Regions from separate parts of the Sus scrofa genome. Here all the other regions are linked to region 1. Evidence: chromatin contacts called from public Hi-C and HiChIP or PLAC-seq data. All regions are on one chromosome and are shown on one strand. The core of a region is the stretch at or near the end of the contact, and the rest is flanking DNA. Distances in the headings are between cores, read along the strand shown.

The links. Hi-C and Micro-C count contacts between places; a contact is called where the count stands out from the background. HiChIP or PLAC-seq counts read pairs in DNA pulled down with a chosen protein or histone mark.
Region 2: an H3K27ac HiChIP or PLAC-seq map of alveolar macrophages shows a contact between it and region 1. The contact joins the enhancer-like site here to the promoter of FGF18 in region 1. A contact is called at or near these places in 3 of 5 promoter capture datasets (fetal liver, fetal skeletal muscle and liver), 4 of 47 Hi-C or Micro-C datasets (embryonic fibroblasts, omental adipose tissue, retroperitoneal adipose tissue and 1 more) and 1 of 2 datasets of contacts at active chromatin or transcription factors (alveolar macrophages).
Region 3: a contact with region 1 is called in a Hi-C map of omental adipose tissue, with 2.8 times the contacts expected there. The contact joins the enhancer-like site here to the promoter of FGF18 in region 1. A contact is called at or near these places in 2 of 5 promoter capture datasets (fetal skeletal muscle and liver), 18 of 47 Hi-C or Micro-C datasets (adipocytes, brain, embryonic fibroblasts and 13 more) and 2 of 2 datasets of contacts at active chromatin or transcription factors (alveolar macrophages and skeletal muscle).
Region 4: a contact with region 1 is called in an H3K27ac HiChIP or PLAC-seq map of alveolar macrophages. The contact joins the enhancer-like site here to the promoter of FGF18 in region 1. A contact is called at or near these places in 2 of 5 promoter capture datasets (fetal skeletal muscle and liver), 13 of 47 Hi-C or Micro-C datasets (adipocytes, embryonic fibroblasts, fetal heart ventricle and 8 more) and 2 of 2 datasets of contacts at active chromatin or transcription factors (alveolar macrophages and skeletal muscle).
Region 5: a contact with region 1 is called in an H3K27ac HiChIP or PLAC-seq map of alveolar macrophages. The contact joins the promoter of FBXW11 here to the promoter of FGF18 in region 1. A contact is called at or near these places in 2 of 5 promoter capture datasets (fetal liver and liver), 13 of 47 Hi-C or Micro-C datasets (embryonic fibroblasts, fetal skeletal muscle, fibroblasts and 7 more) and 2 of 2 datasets of contacts at active chromatin or transcription factors (alveolar macrophages and skeletal muscle).

Annotation. Positions count from the first base shown.
Region 1 is chr16:52,758,865-52,761,547 of Sscrofa11.1, reverse strand. It overlaps FGF18 (fibroblast growth factor 18), which reads left to right and starts at 1,302. Exons shown (of 5, transcript XM_013990660.2): 1 at 1,302-1,891; 2 at 2,060-2,096. The coding sequence starts at 1,860.
Region 2 is chr16:52,009,355-52,012,037 of Sscrofa11.1, reverse strand. All of the region lies in intron 1 of STK10 (serine/threonine-protein kinase 10), which reads right to left. Among named protein-coding and RNA genes, the nearest start is that of STK10, 6.9 kb to the right of the region's middle. Within about 2 kb of position 1,332, at least 35 of the 83 cell types and tissues checked have an H3K27ac peak or open chromatin away from gene starts, as enhancers often do. A contact at or near this core is called in alveolar macrophages, fetal liver, liver and 3 more, where this site is marked.
Region 3 is chr16:52,132,678-52,135,360 of Sscrofa11.1, reverse strand. STK10 (serine/threonine-protein kinase 10) reads right to left here. Exons shown (of 19, transcript XM_021077114.1): 18 at 2,005-2,118. It overlaps LOC110257343 (a long non-coding RNA gene), which reads left to right. Exons shown (of 5, transcript XR_002339815.1): 2 at 1,068-1,194; 3 at 1,951-2,143. Among named protein-coding and RNA genes, the nearest start is that of FBXW11, 78 kb to the left of the region's middle. Within about 2 kb of position 1,325, at least 2 of the 83 cell types and tissues checked have an H3K27ac peak or open chromatin away from gene starts, as enhancers often do. A contact at or near this core is called in omental adipose tissue, where this site is marked.
Region 4 is chr16:52,152,648-52,155,330 of Sscrofa11.1, reverse strand. No RefSeq gene overlaps it. Among named protein-coding and RNA genes, the nearest start is that of FBXW11, 58 kb to the left of the region's middle. Within about 2 kb of position 1,315, at least 2 of the 83 cell types and tissues checked have an H3K27ac peak or open chromatin away from gene starts, as enhancers often do. A contact at or near this core is called in alveolar macrophages, where this site is marked.
Region 5 is chr16:52,211,032-52,213,714 of Sscrofa11.1, reverse strand. FBXW11 (F-box/WD repeat-containing protein 11) reads right to left here and starts at 1,314. Exons shown (of 14, transcript XM_021077115.1): 1 at 865-1,314. The coding sequence starts at 909.

The DNA of each region.
Region 1 (2,683 bases), core at 53-2,552:
AACAATTGCTGATATTTCATTTTCCATGACTCTAGGAAGTAGCACTGTTTGACAGGGCCTACCTTAGTTTTGCTGGAAGTGAAATGGGGATAGCAACCCTAGCCAATGGTGCAAGAAGGTTCTTAACCAAATAGTCTGATTCCTGCGTTTTGCCTTTTGAGCTTGTTCAGTTTCTTTCATGCTATGACTGTTTCCCTTAGTATCAATCAGGCCAAGCAGAGCCTGGCTGCCTGGAGCTATAGACGGTGTGAAGCAGTTGCCTGAGACAAGAACACCCAAATTTTGAGGTTGGTGGGAAGGACAGGAGTCATGCCTCTGAAGAGATAGAGGCGGTTAGGCGAGATGTCCTCAGAAGGGACCTGATTAAGAGTCAAAACGATCAGTATACAAGGAGTAACGAATCTCAGTCTGGAGGCCAGAAGAGGGCCTGCAGTGGTCGCTGACCAGAGTCCTGCTGGCTCCTCCCGGGCCTGCACAGCCCGACTGGGCTGGGCTGCAGCGAAACTTCAGGACCGCTAGGTGGCAGCCGTGCGTTTCCAAAGCTGTCTCGCCTACTGGAGAGCCCAGCTGGGATCCGACCCGGGAGCTCAAGGTGGGGGGGGGGGAGATGCGTAACAGACGCCCTGGAGACCCTCTCCCCCTCAACGGCAGGGACAGAGACTGGAAGAGGGCTCACTTGGGTTGGCCAGCCGCCCGAGAGGGTGTCTGGGACACACCACGATCCTGCGTGGACTCAAAGGGCGGGTAAAAGAGACCCCCCCTTAAACGGAGCCGCCCCGAGGGCTGGGCCTGACCCGCCCCCTCCCGGCTCCCCACTCAAGCGCTGGTTGGTGTGAGTGAGTGCGACTAGCGAATGTGGGCGCATGAAGACGTTCCGCACCTAACTGCGTTCTTGGGGACCGCTGCCTGTCCAATTCCGGCAGCGTTGCTCCGTGGCGCGGGTCATTGCGCCCAGACACAGAATTCCGACGGCTTCCAGCGCTCACCAGCTCCAGCCTCGCGGGCTCTGCCCCTTCGGAGCTGCTGGTCCCGTCGCCGAGAGTCTGAGCGCCTCCCTCCAACCCAGGGCCGCCAGGAGAAGGAGGAGGCGGCAGAGGAGAGGCCGCGGCAGGCAGGCAAGCAGGCAGAGCCGCCTTTGATGTGGGCGCGGCGCACCCAGGCGAGCTGAGCGCCCGTCCGGCCGCGCCCCGAGGGGGGAGCCCCCGGGCCCCGCATCCTCATTGTGCCGGCTCGGGCCCGGGCCCGCCCCCGGCCCCCCGCCCCCTCGCCGCCCGCGCGTAGAAAACGCCCCGGCCGCCGCCAGTGGTGGGAGGCGGCGATGCGCACGGCCGGAGAGACTCGGAGGAGGAGACATGAGCCGGCGGGCGCCCAGACGGAGCGGCCGTGACGCGTTCGTGCTGCAGCCGCGCGCCCCGGCCCCAGAACGCTGACCCCTGGCCCCGCGCAGTCCCGCGCCCCATCCGGAGAGCACGCCCCAGCTTCCAGCCCCGCCGTGCATGCTGCCCCCGGAGTGAGCCTGTCAGCCAGCCTCCCGCGGACGCCCGGACGGACGGCCAGCCGGCAGTGAGCAAGCTTCTTCGCACCGGCCGGTGCCTCCTGCACAGCGGCGGCCGCCCCGCAGCCCCCGCGCCAGCCCGGAGGGCGCAGCGCTCGGGAGGAGCCGCGCGGGGCGCTGATGCCGCAGGGCGCGCCGCGGAGCGCCCCGGAGCAGCAGAGTCTGCAGCAGCAGCAGCCGGCGAGGAGGGAGCAGCAGCAGCGGCGGCGGCGGCGGCGGAGGCGGCGGAGGCGCCCGGTCCCGGCCGCGCGAAGCGGACATGTGCAGGCTGGGCTAGGAGCCGCCGCCTCCCTCCCTCCCAGCGATGTATTCAGCGCCCTCCGCCTGCACTTGCCTGTAAGCGCCCGCTCGCGGGGCTGCCCACCCTGCCTGGCAGTCTGTCGGTGTGCCTGTGGTTCTGTCTGCCTGCCCAGCCGTTTCTCCGACTTTCCGACTGCATATCTGTCTGTACCTAGGTCCCCCTCCTTCCAGTCTCACTGACGGCCTCTCCATCTCTCTCCGCAGGTGTTTACACTTCCTGCTGTTGTGCTTCCAGGTACAGGTACGTGGGCTCCTGACTCTGACCTCTCCCCCACCCCCGCAACTGCCTCGCGGTACGTGTCGACCCCCCTCCTCCGGGCCGCGCCCCCTCCCTGCGCCCCACCCCTCCTGGGCGCCGAGCCCAGTGCACCTGTTCCCAGGGCGCGGAAGGGCGGCTCCGCACGCGCCCAGCGCAGGAGGGGGGACCGGCCAAGGGCAAGGGGCTCTGCTGTGGGACTCAGGCTGGCGCGCGCTGGCGGGGCTACGGCTGGGAGGAGATCCCCGGAGCCGGCGGGCTCAGACGCTGCAATGTGCCCGGTTCTAGGCCCCCCGGCTCGCAGCGGGTGAGGAGTTAGGACGTAGGGATTTTCTCTGCCAACCGTCCCTTAACATCTCCGCTCGCTCTTCTAAACAAAAAGGCTCCTTTCAGACGAGTGGATTTGAAGTCCAGGGAGAAAGCTTCAGTTGTAAATTACTCTGTGGTTTCAAAGGCGTTTGCAGCATTGAGAGGCAGAGGGAGAGAGAGAGAGAGACAGAGAGACAGAGAGAGAGACAGAGACAGAGAGAAAGGGAAAGAGACAGAAAGAGGAGAGGCTCGGGTGAGAGGAG
Region 2 (2,683 bases), core at 83-2,582, 750 kb after region 1:
CCACCTGCTCCGCCCTCCAGATGAGCTTCTGGTCTAATTCTCCCAGCTGCTCTGTGGGATGAGTCCTGGTCTCGGCCCCACCAGACACATGGGGAAACTGAGGCTGAGACAAGCCATTCGCCTGACTTCACAGAGCAGCAAAGTAGGGCATCCAAGATTCAAACTGGTCTGCCTGGCTGCGAGGCCCGCATCATTCATCACGCACCCGGGGACGTGACACACACAGGTGAAGAGACCTGTTTGCTGAACTGAATGGAGGCACGTTTGTGTGTAAGAGGCAGCAGTGCTCCATGGGAGCAATTCTGGCCCCCACGGGACATACGGCCTTGTCAGAAGACATTTTTGGCTGTCCCAACTAGGGGCTGAAGGGGGAGGGGCTGGCAGTGGTGGTACCTCTGTGGGTAGAGGCCAAAGATGCTGCTAACATCCTGTAATACATAGGGCAGCCCCCACAGTAAAGAATGAATGGCCCCGGGCGGAGTTCCCGTCATAGCACAGCGGAAACAAATCCGACTAGGAACCCTGAGGTTGTGAGTTCAATCCCTGGCCTTGCTCAGTGGCTTAAGGATCTGGCATTGCCATGAGCTGTGGTGTAGGTCGCAGATACAGCTTGGATCCCGTGTTGCTGTGGCTCTGGTGTAGGCTGGCAGCTGTAGGTCCGATTAGATCCCTAGCCTGAAAACCTCTATATGTCATGGGTGTGGCCCTAAAAAGACAAAAAGATTAAAAAAAAAAAAGAATGAACGGCCCCAAAGGTCAACAGTGGAGAGCCTGGCATGACACTGACGTTTTCCTGCTCGTCCCCAGGTCAGCTGCAGTAACCAGCCGGGACCTTCTCCGTTTGGTACCAAGAGCATCAACAATAATGACCTCTCTTCCCTCCTGCCCACTTCCTGTTTGGAGAAGGTCCGATACACAGTCACCTCCCTAGCCCAGCTCCACCCTGCACCGTCCTCCAAACCATCACCTCCATTTCACAGACAAGAGCCTGAGGCTCAGAAGTGGGGGGCCACTTTGGGGCTGCAAGCCAGATCCCGCTGAGCCCCGAATGCTTCCTTTACCACCTTGCTCCACTGCCCTCAGCAGCCCGTGGGCCTGGGAGTGAGCATCCGGGGCCGTTTTCAGGGGGCTGCAGGGTGACAGCCCCTGGCAACTTCCCCCAGTCCGGGTAACTCAGGAGGTCAGGGGACCACGGGGAGAGGGGAGGCCTGGGGGTGCTATTAGCTCCCTTCACCCCAGCCTGCTCCGGAGCCAGCGAGAACATGTCTCAGGGCAGCCAGGGCTAAATCAGCTGCTCCAGCCCCCAGCGGAGCCCCCTGGGCAGGCGACATCCCCAGGAAGCTCGGGCCACATAGGACCGGAGCCAGGACCTTCTCACAATAGCATGGACTTAAGTTGAAAAACACTAGGCTGAGCGGAAATAAGGTTGCTGCCTGGGGGCAGAGCTCTTTCCGGAGGGGGGTGGGGAGGCGCACGGGACGGGGACGGGGGACGCGGGAGACCTTGGCAGCGGCGGCCCCCAGAGGAAGCGGAAACCGGCTTTAAAACTCTGGGGCAGAGACGAGGTGGAAGGAGTTGTTGGCCTGGCCGGGGAGGGCAGGAGGCTGACAGCTGGCTCCCCCCTCGCAGAACCCCTGCTGTGTCTGAACCGGGCAGCAGGGCAGGATGTGGCACTTCAAGGATGTGGGTTAACAATGGCTCTCTGAGCTGGAGGGCACCTGAGGTCCCCACCCGACAGCAGCTGCTGCCAAGACCCTGGGCTCTGGCTGGATCCCAGAGGATCGGCCTTTCTCCCATTTTCTTTAAAAATCACCCTCCAAGAGGCATCGCTCCTTCAATCCCTCTGGAAGTCTAGCCTGAAATATGATTTAAGGAGTTCCCTCCTACTGGAACACAACAGGATCTGCGTGTCTAGACGCACCAGGATGTAGGTTCGATCCCTGCCCCGCACAGTGGGTTAAAGGATCTGGCATTGCTGTCACAACTGAGGCTCAGGTCTAATCCCTGGCTCCTCTGGCCCTGTGAACCCCCTAGCCCGGGAACTCCACATGCCCCGAGGCAGTCAAAAAAAAAAAAAAAAAAAGACAGAGATTTAAACGTAAAAAGAACTTTATAAGTAAAGCTGTTCATCAATACCCAGCTTTGCGATAAGGCTTTTACTTTGGGCGGGGGTGGGGGGGCAGGGGGGGAGCTTGACCCATGGCACACGGAGGTTCCCAGGCTAGCGGTTGAATCAGAGCTGCAGCTGCCGGCCTACACCACAGCCACAGCAACACAGGATCCGAGTCATGTCTGCGACCTACACCACAGCTCACGGCAATGCCGGATCCTTAACCCACAGAGCAAGGCCAGGGATCGAACCCGCAACCTCATGGATACTAGTCAGGTTTGTAATGCTGAGCCACAACAGGCCTACTTTTTAAATGCTAACTTTGTGCCAATACCATTGATGAACAATTTTATCAAAACGCTAAACTCACATTTGCTCATGTGCTGTTTTGTCTGCCTGAAACACTAGGTGAACGCAGAAAACCGTACCTAGATGAGCAAGCAGCAAAGGAACACACAGGGCTCAGACGCACACCTCAAACTGCGTCAGCAATCTCCGAGCCACACCCAGCCCGTGGCGGGGGAGGTCCAACTGGCCAACTGATTTCAGATAACCCTCCTTCCACCCCCTCAC
Region 3 (2,683 bases), core at 76-2,575, 630 kb after region 1:
CCTGCCCATAGCTGTCCTGTGGTATGATGGGCCTAGTGTTGCTGGAAATTCAGATTTCTATGTAAAATTTCCTTATACTTAAAAAGTTGGCACCTTTAAAAAAAAGTTGTAATTGCTGTACGTTGACCAAACCTGATGTCCGTAAGCCAGTTTCAGCCTGTGGGCCATCAGTTTGTGACTTCTGCTATAGGAATACCAATTTAACTATAATATCTACCACTTTTTTGAGTGCAAAGAGGTTTAGTAACTTGCCCAGGGCCTCACAGCTAGTAATGGGGAAGCTAGGACTTTGTCTCACATCTGTCTTACTTCAAAGCCTATGCTCTTCAGCACTACTCTCTTTTACCTCAATATAACTAAGGCAGGATTCTGCAATCTTTTTTCTGTAAAGGGCCAGATTGTAAAGATTTTCACTTTTACAGTATGGTCTCTGTCGCAACTACTCAACCGCTATTGTAGGATAAATTCGGCCGCAGACAATATGTAAATACTTAAGTATGGCTGTGTTACAATAAAACACTATTTGTAAATACAGGTACTGGGCCACATGTGGCCCAAGAGCAACAGCTTACTATCACTTGTGTTTAAGGCAAGAAATGTCATCTTCATCTTACAGCCCCCAAAAGCCAAGTTCAAGGGGTAAGACTTGTCTGAGGCCACAGTCTGTGTTAATTGTGACCCAAGCAACACTTTCTTGACCTTACAGGATATTCTCTACTTATTGATAGAAATCTGAATTTTTCTAAAAATATTCCCCAATGTACAGTCATTTCCCTTGCCCCCCCACACATGGGCAGCAGCTCAAGGCTGCTGATTGAAATGCAGGAGTGGAGACGAATGCTTATTCCAGAATGAAAGTCATCCCCTCTGGGCCACTGTTCCAACAGCCATCCAGGTAACTAATGATAGACCAGTTCTACAAGGAATTCTGGAAAGAGGCAGCCTCCACAGGCAAAACTCAATGCCAGCTCTCCAAACACCAGGCCTCCCCTATGCGCAGGCGCCCTCATGAAGCAATCTGGGATATGAGGCATTTGCCTGAGGCAACACTGATTGTTCACTTTCAGACTCTCAGGATGTGCCAAGATAAGAGAACCAGGTGAACATTTATTTCCTGATGCCAGAGTCAACCTATATCAGCAGGAGCACTATTGATTTCAGCATCAAAAAAGTCCCAGCAGGCTGTGGTTACAGGTAAGTGTGGACCTATTAACAGGAAGGTCTGGGACCCCGGCCAGCAACCAGCCAGAAAGCTCCATTAGCACAGGAAGAGGGAAGCCTCAATTCAAGGACCTCCAAGGCCACTGTATGGCGGAGGTGGGCCGCTTCCTCCTGCTTTGACTATCATTACAGCAAGGGGAGCTGAAGTATGATGCTGTTACAGACCCAAGGTTTAAGGACACATGGTCAAGGGTAATTAGGGCAGCTCTGTCCTCAGACTGTTGACAAGAGTGAAAGGAAACGACTGTGTACTTGGCCTATACCATGGGGTGGTGCCTTTTTGCAGAATACTATACAATATCCATGTCTTTACAAAGGACCACACTGAGGCCCTGTGATGGTTCATTTATTTGTCAGCCTGACAAAGCCATAGTAACCAGCTGTTTGGTCAAACACCAGACTAGATGTCATTATGAAGGAATCTTTTAGATTTGATTAACATTTATCTTAGTAGACTCTGAATAAAGCAGATTACCCTTCACTGTGGGGGAGCCTCACTCAATCAGTTGAAGGCCTTAAGAGAAAAGACAGAGGTTTCCCTAAGGAAAGAGGAATTGTGCCTCCAGACTGCCCTGGGGCTCAAGACCGCAACATCAGTTCTTCCCTGGGTCTCCAGCCTGTAGTCTGCCTGCAGATTTCAGAGTTGTCAGCCCCTATAATCAGGTGAACCAGTTGCTTAAAATAAATCCATACATCTGTATCTTCTCTATGTCTCTCTCCACATCTTAGGCAGACACCTGTGGCACAACAAGGAGCAGAGCCCATCAGCCCAGATAGGGTTACCTTTTTGCGTGGCCGAAGCTTGTCCCGCCATTCTTTCAGGTTCTGGTTATGGCTTTCATCCAGGGCCTTCAGCTTCTGAGTTTCATGCTCTACCAAGAGGTGACACTTTTCATTCTGAAACATATTCCAGGCAGAACAGGTAAGAAGCACAGAGGGCTGAGACATACCTGATGCTGTGACCTTGAGGGCACAGGCATCATTCATTCATTCATTCTCCTTAATTATAAATCCCATTTGTATGAAACTCTGTATGTATAAATACATATACACCAGGAGGTACCTAGAAGAATATTCCAGAATATTAAAACTCTTATTGTGTAGTGGGATCTGCAGCAATTTTGCATATATATACAGTTCTAAAAATTTGCCTTCCTCTTCTCTTAGTATTATAATATAAATATTTCTATGAAGAATTAGTTTTTTTTAAATAATCATTTTTGTTTTTTGGAGGTTTTTTGTATTTATTTATTTTGCTTTGTAGGGCTGCACCCATGGCATACAGAGGTTCCCAGGCTAGGGGTCAAATCGGAGCTACAGCTGCCAGCCTACAGCAAAGCCACAGCAACAGAGTCCGAGCACAGAGTCCGAGCTACACCACAGCTCACAGCAACACCACATCCTCAACTCACTGAGCGAGGCCAGGGATGGAACCCACAACCTCATGGTTCCTAGTCAGATT
Region 4 (2,683 bases), core at 66-2,565, 610 kb after region 1:
AAAAATTGTGGCACAAAATGAAGCTATGTAAGCTCCTTTCTATAAGATACTGGCAAGCTGGAGCAAGGCTGAGGAAGAGTGCAGAGATGGCAGCTGTCATCCTCTATCTTTGAAAAATACCTTAGTAAAGCCTTGATGTGGGTTAAATTAGGTACCTTTCCCTTCAGGCAGGTGCTTTAAGATAAGCACATAAGCCTCTTTCACAGAAGGTCTGGGAGCTTTTCAATCAGCTGCCTCCATGCTGGGTAGGCCCTGGGGTAGGTGAGTACATTTGATCCAGAACTGTTTCTCAGTTTGCTAAAGGCTTGTTGACCTCATGAAGTCAAGCCCTGTTGGCTTTCAAAGCCAGGTTTTTGAAGGGCTCATCTCTCAGGTACAGTTTTTAAATATTGGGGTACCAAATGTGGGGTTCAAACTCTTCATTCCTCAGGGAGAAGCTTGGGCTTTGTGAGATTCCTTCCAATTGTGGACTGCTGAGCCAAGGGTGGGGTTTATTGCAAGATTGTGTCTCAGCCTCTCCTACCTGCATTGATGTGGGGTTTTTCTTGTTCACCTGATATGTAGCTGTTTATCTGCTAGTTTTAGTTTTTTCCAGAGGAAATTGTTGCATGTGTAGCTGTATGTCTGTGAGAGGAGGTGAGTTCAGGATCCTCCTGCATTGCCATCTTGAACTAAAAACCAGACATAGCTTTTTGGAGACAAAAATTCAACCCGCTCCATCTCTGTTCTGGCCTCTATTCTTTCTGACGAGAAGTCAGTAGTCATTCAATTTTGTCCTCCTGTATGTAATTTGTCACTTTTTCTCTGGTTGTTTTCAAGATTTTTTTTTTCTTAACTTTGGCTGAAGCAGTTTGACTGTGATATAGCTGGGCATGGTTTTCTTCATATTTATTCTGCTTAAGATCTGCTGACCTTGAAATCTGTAAACTTATATCTTTTACCAGATTTAAAGCAGTATCAATCATTTCTGCAAATATTTTTCTGCCTTGTCACTCTCTCTCCTCCTGGATATTGTCCTGCAGATCCCTGAGTTTCTGTTCACTTTTTTTTTTGACCACACCTGTGGCATGTAGAAGTTCCCAGGCCAGGGATCAAACCAGCACCACAGCAGCAACCTGACCCACTACAGTGACAACACCAGATCCTTAACCTGCTGAGTCACCAGGGAACTCCTCTGTTCATGTTTTCATTATTTTTTTTTTCTCTTATGATTGGGTAATTTCTTTTACTGATTCTTTCCTCTGTCACATGCATTGTGCTATTAACTCCAGCCAGTGAATTTTTTTTTTCTTTTTTCTTTATTTGGTCTTTTTTAGGGCCACACCCTCAATATATGGAAGTTCCCAGGGTAGGGGTCAAGGAGTTCCTGTTGTGGTACAGTGGACACAAATCTGACTAGTATTCATAAGATAGTGGTTCAATCCCTGGCCTTGCCCAGTGGGTCAGGGATCCAGCATTGCCATGAGCTGTGGTGTAGGTCACAGATGCAGCTCGGATATGATGTTGCTGTGGCTGTGGCTGTGGCCAGCAGTTGTAGTGCCAATTGGACCCCTAGCCTGGGAACCTCCATTTGCCATGGGTACAGCCCTAAAAAGCAAAAAAAAAAAGGTATGCTTGTCCAGGCTAGGGGTCAAATTGGGGCTGCAGCTGCTGGCCTCTGCCACAGCAACTCCAGAATCAAGCCACATCTGTGACTTACACCACAGCTTGCAGCAACGCCTGATCCTTTAACCACTAAGCAAGGCTAGGGATCAAATCCATATCCATATGGATACTAGCTGGGTTCTTAACCCACTGAGCCACAACAGGAACTCCCCAACCAGTGAATTTTTTATTTAAAATTTGTATTTTTTTTTCATTTAGGAGTGCCAGTTGTGGCATAGTGGAAATGAATCCGATCAGTAACCATGAGGTTGCGGTTTTGATCCCTGGCCTCGCCCAGTAGGTTAAGGATCCAGTGTTGTCGTGAGCTGTGGTGTAGAACACACGCAGCTTGGATCCTGTGTTGCTGTGGCTGTCTTGTAAGCCAGCAGCTGTAGCTCTGACTGGACCCCTAGCCTGGGAACCTCCATATGCCATGGGTACGGCCCTAAAAAGAAAAAAAGAAAAAAAAAGTATTTTTTCAATTTTAGAATTTTTTTTAATGTATGTGCAGCTTCTGTTTTTCTGCTCTATTCTCCTCATTCTTCATTCATTGCAAACTTATTTTCCTTTATACCATTCAGTAATATTATAATAGTTTATCATCTTTGTCTACAAATTTCAACATCTGGTCACCTTAAAATTGGTCTCCATATGAGTTCCTTTTGTGGCTCAGTAATAGCAAATCTGACTATTATTCATGACGACACAAGTTTGGTCCCTGGCCTCACTCAGTGGGTTAAGGATCCAGCGTGGCCATGAGCGGTGTAGGTTGCAGACATGGCTTGGATCTGGCATTGCTGTGGCTGTGGTGTAGGCCAGCAGCTACAGCTTTGATTCAGCCCCTAGCCTGGGAACCTCTGTATGCCAAGGGTGCGGCCCTAAAAATGCCAAAAAAAGAAAAGTCTCCATGGACTGTCTTTTCTCCAGAGAGTAGGTCACATTTCCCTGTTGCTTTGTATGTTAAGTAATTTGGGGCAGTATCCTGGATGTTATAAAGGCCACATTGTAGAGACTTTGCAGCCACATAATTGTCCTAAAG
Region 5 (2,683 bases), core at 65-2,564, 550 kb after region 1:
GGGTCTGGCCTGGGTACCAAAGGTTTCTAACAGAAGAGTGATCGATTTCCCAGGGGCCTAGGATTCTCTCCTACTCCTTTTCTAGAAGAAAGAACTGGCGGCGCAGATGAGGACAAGCCCTCTTCCCCCTCCCCAATTTCCCAGAGCGGCTCTGGAAAACGTGAAGTTACAGTGTCTCTTTCCTGGGAGATGGAATCCAGAGTACCTGGGGCCTCGCTATCCAAACATCCCTCTCGGCCGGGTAGGAAACCCTTTGTCCGAGAAGCCGGACACCACAGGGGCCCAGGAAAGAGGCCCCTTATCGGTCACAGCCTCAAACCCGAGAGCTCCCCACCTCCACCCCTGTAGGGCCTATGCCGGCATCCACACAGCCCTGGCTTGAGAAGAGGGTGCTGAGAGACCCCTTCTAGGACGCAGAGGCCGAGACCCCAGGTCGATCTTCTCTGTACCCCCTCCCATCACCATCTCACTCGGCCTGAGTGGGGCTTGCAAGAGCGATGCAGGCCTGGCCGGAGAATTAGAAAAAGAAAAAACAGAAAACCCCTTCTAAGGGAGGAAGGAGATGCTTGAGCGAGTGTGAGCTAAGGCCACAGCACAAGCGAGCGAGGGTCGTTCCAGGGATGGGCCCAGAGACAGGAGAGAAGGGAGGGAGGGAGGAAAACCGAGGGGCATGGAGGGGGCCGGACCAGGTCCGGCCTGAGATCTCGAGGGATCCGGAGTAAAGCGCGCCGGGCCGGAGGGCCCAGGTTCGGGCCGAGGCAGCGGGGAAGGGCCAGGGCCGGCCTCGCGCCGGACGTTGAGATGGGCAGGCCCGCCCGGGGCCGGACGGACGGAAGAACGGACGGTCCAGCGGGCCGCACTCACCATGAGCTCGATGGTCTTGTCCTCAATCACCGAGTCGGGCTCCATGGCGGCCCTGGCGGCCCCGCCTCGCTCTCCCCGCGCAGCAGCGAACGGCCCGGGCGGAGGAGGCGACGGCGGAGGCGGCAGAGGCGGAGGCGGCTATCGCACCCACTCTAGCTGCCAGCCCGCCCGGGCCGCCGGCAGCTCCGCCCTCCCCCTCGGCGAACGCAGTACGCAGAGCGAGGACTACAGCTCCCGGCAGGCGCCGCGGGTCCCGCAGAGCGTTGTGGGAACGAGAAGACCCCGCCAGACCAATCTCTCCTAGCCGTCCGAAGCTGAATTCTCAGCCGAAAGTAGCACGGGACTGCGAATGAGAGACGTGCAGACCTAAAGAATTACGGGCTTCCTCAAGGTGGGGCTTCAGGTGCGCGCCTACTACATATCCCAGAAAGCCCTGCGCGCGGGTTCTCTTTCCGGCTAGTTTCTTCTGACTTCCTGGCAGCCCGAGGCTCCCCGGACCCGGACGGAAACTCCAAGGCAACTCTTCACTTGCCAGCGATCCTGCGTGCGCGACCGATTTCCGCACATGCGCGGTCTGTGCCTGCAGTGCCCGCTCGACACCTAAGTAACGGCACGGTTGGTCTGGCCTCTGTGGCAGGGTGAGGTGTTGGCGACAGGTGGGTTCTAGGAAGGGATGGTCTTGGGGCTCAAGTGTCGGAGGGGGGCCAGCGAGCGAGAGAGCTCGGGCAGAGAAGGAGGCTCTGAGAGCATGGGCGTCCCAAGAGTGGCGTCCCAAGAGGGGTTTGGAAATTTAGTTGAGAAAGAGGAGTTTTGTGGTCTCTGTGCACCACGTACTGGGAGGAACTGAGAGGTGAAAGAGAACCTATTATTCATTCGTTTAGAAAGTATCTTTTAAACTTCCAGCCTCTGCTCGTCACTAGCCTAGGCCCTGGGAATCAGCTCTGATCCCTACAGACAAGGCTTCTCTTCTCACGCAGCGTAATTCTGGTAGGGGGAAGACAGACATTAACCATAAGAAGGAACACAGCTGGAGATGCCCAGTGAATTCTGCCTCCAGCTCGGTATAAACCTTATCAGGTCTGTCAGTAACCTCAAACCAAAGACGACAAAGGCCCGCTGAGAATTAACAGGTTGGGTTTATTGCTGGTTGCAGAGAGAGAGAACACACACCATGAAGAACTGTGGGGCATCTCAGGAGGAGTTGTCAGGTGATTTGGATGAGGGTTTAAGAAAGTGGGACTTTACCCTGGATAAGATGCTGTCAGAAAGTGGAGGTAATTTTATGATTGGGCATCTCAGTAAATGTTATCTAGACGGAAGGACTACTAGACGAGGCTGAAGTCCTGATTGGTAGAGAAGCAGGAGTCCCTCATTACCAGAATAAGGGCTATTTGGTCATTTTTTGTGGTTTGAACAATGTCCCTGTTTGATCTGTGTTCAGATTTAATTAGGAGTGGTTTCGCTTTTGTATTGGTCTATCATGGCCATAGAATGGCTTTGTCTAACATTTATGTTCTATGAAATTAGGTTCAACAAGAAAACACGAGGCCTAGCTAAGAGGACCAGGCTATCATCTAGTAACATTACTGCCTGTTTGATTGTATCAGGCCAGCTGCCAAATGTCAAAGGCTACTGTTCTCTTTCTCAAGTGTTTTGCATTTTCTGCACCTGTAAAGGGAAGGGACTAGATGACCTCTAAGTCTTTCCATTTCCAAGCACCGAATTGCTACAGTAATTTGTATGCATGCAGGACACAGTGTAAGTTCTGTTCAATACAGTTTTAAGTTTAATGGCCCTTATCCGATGCTTTCTACTTAGG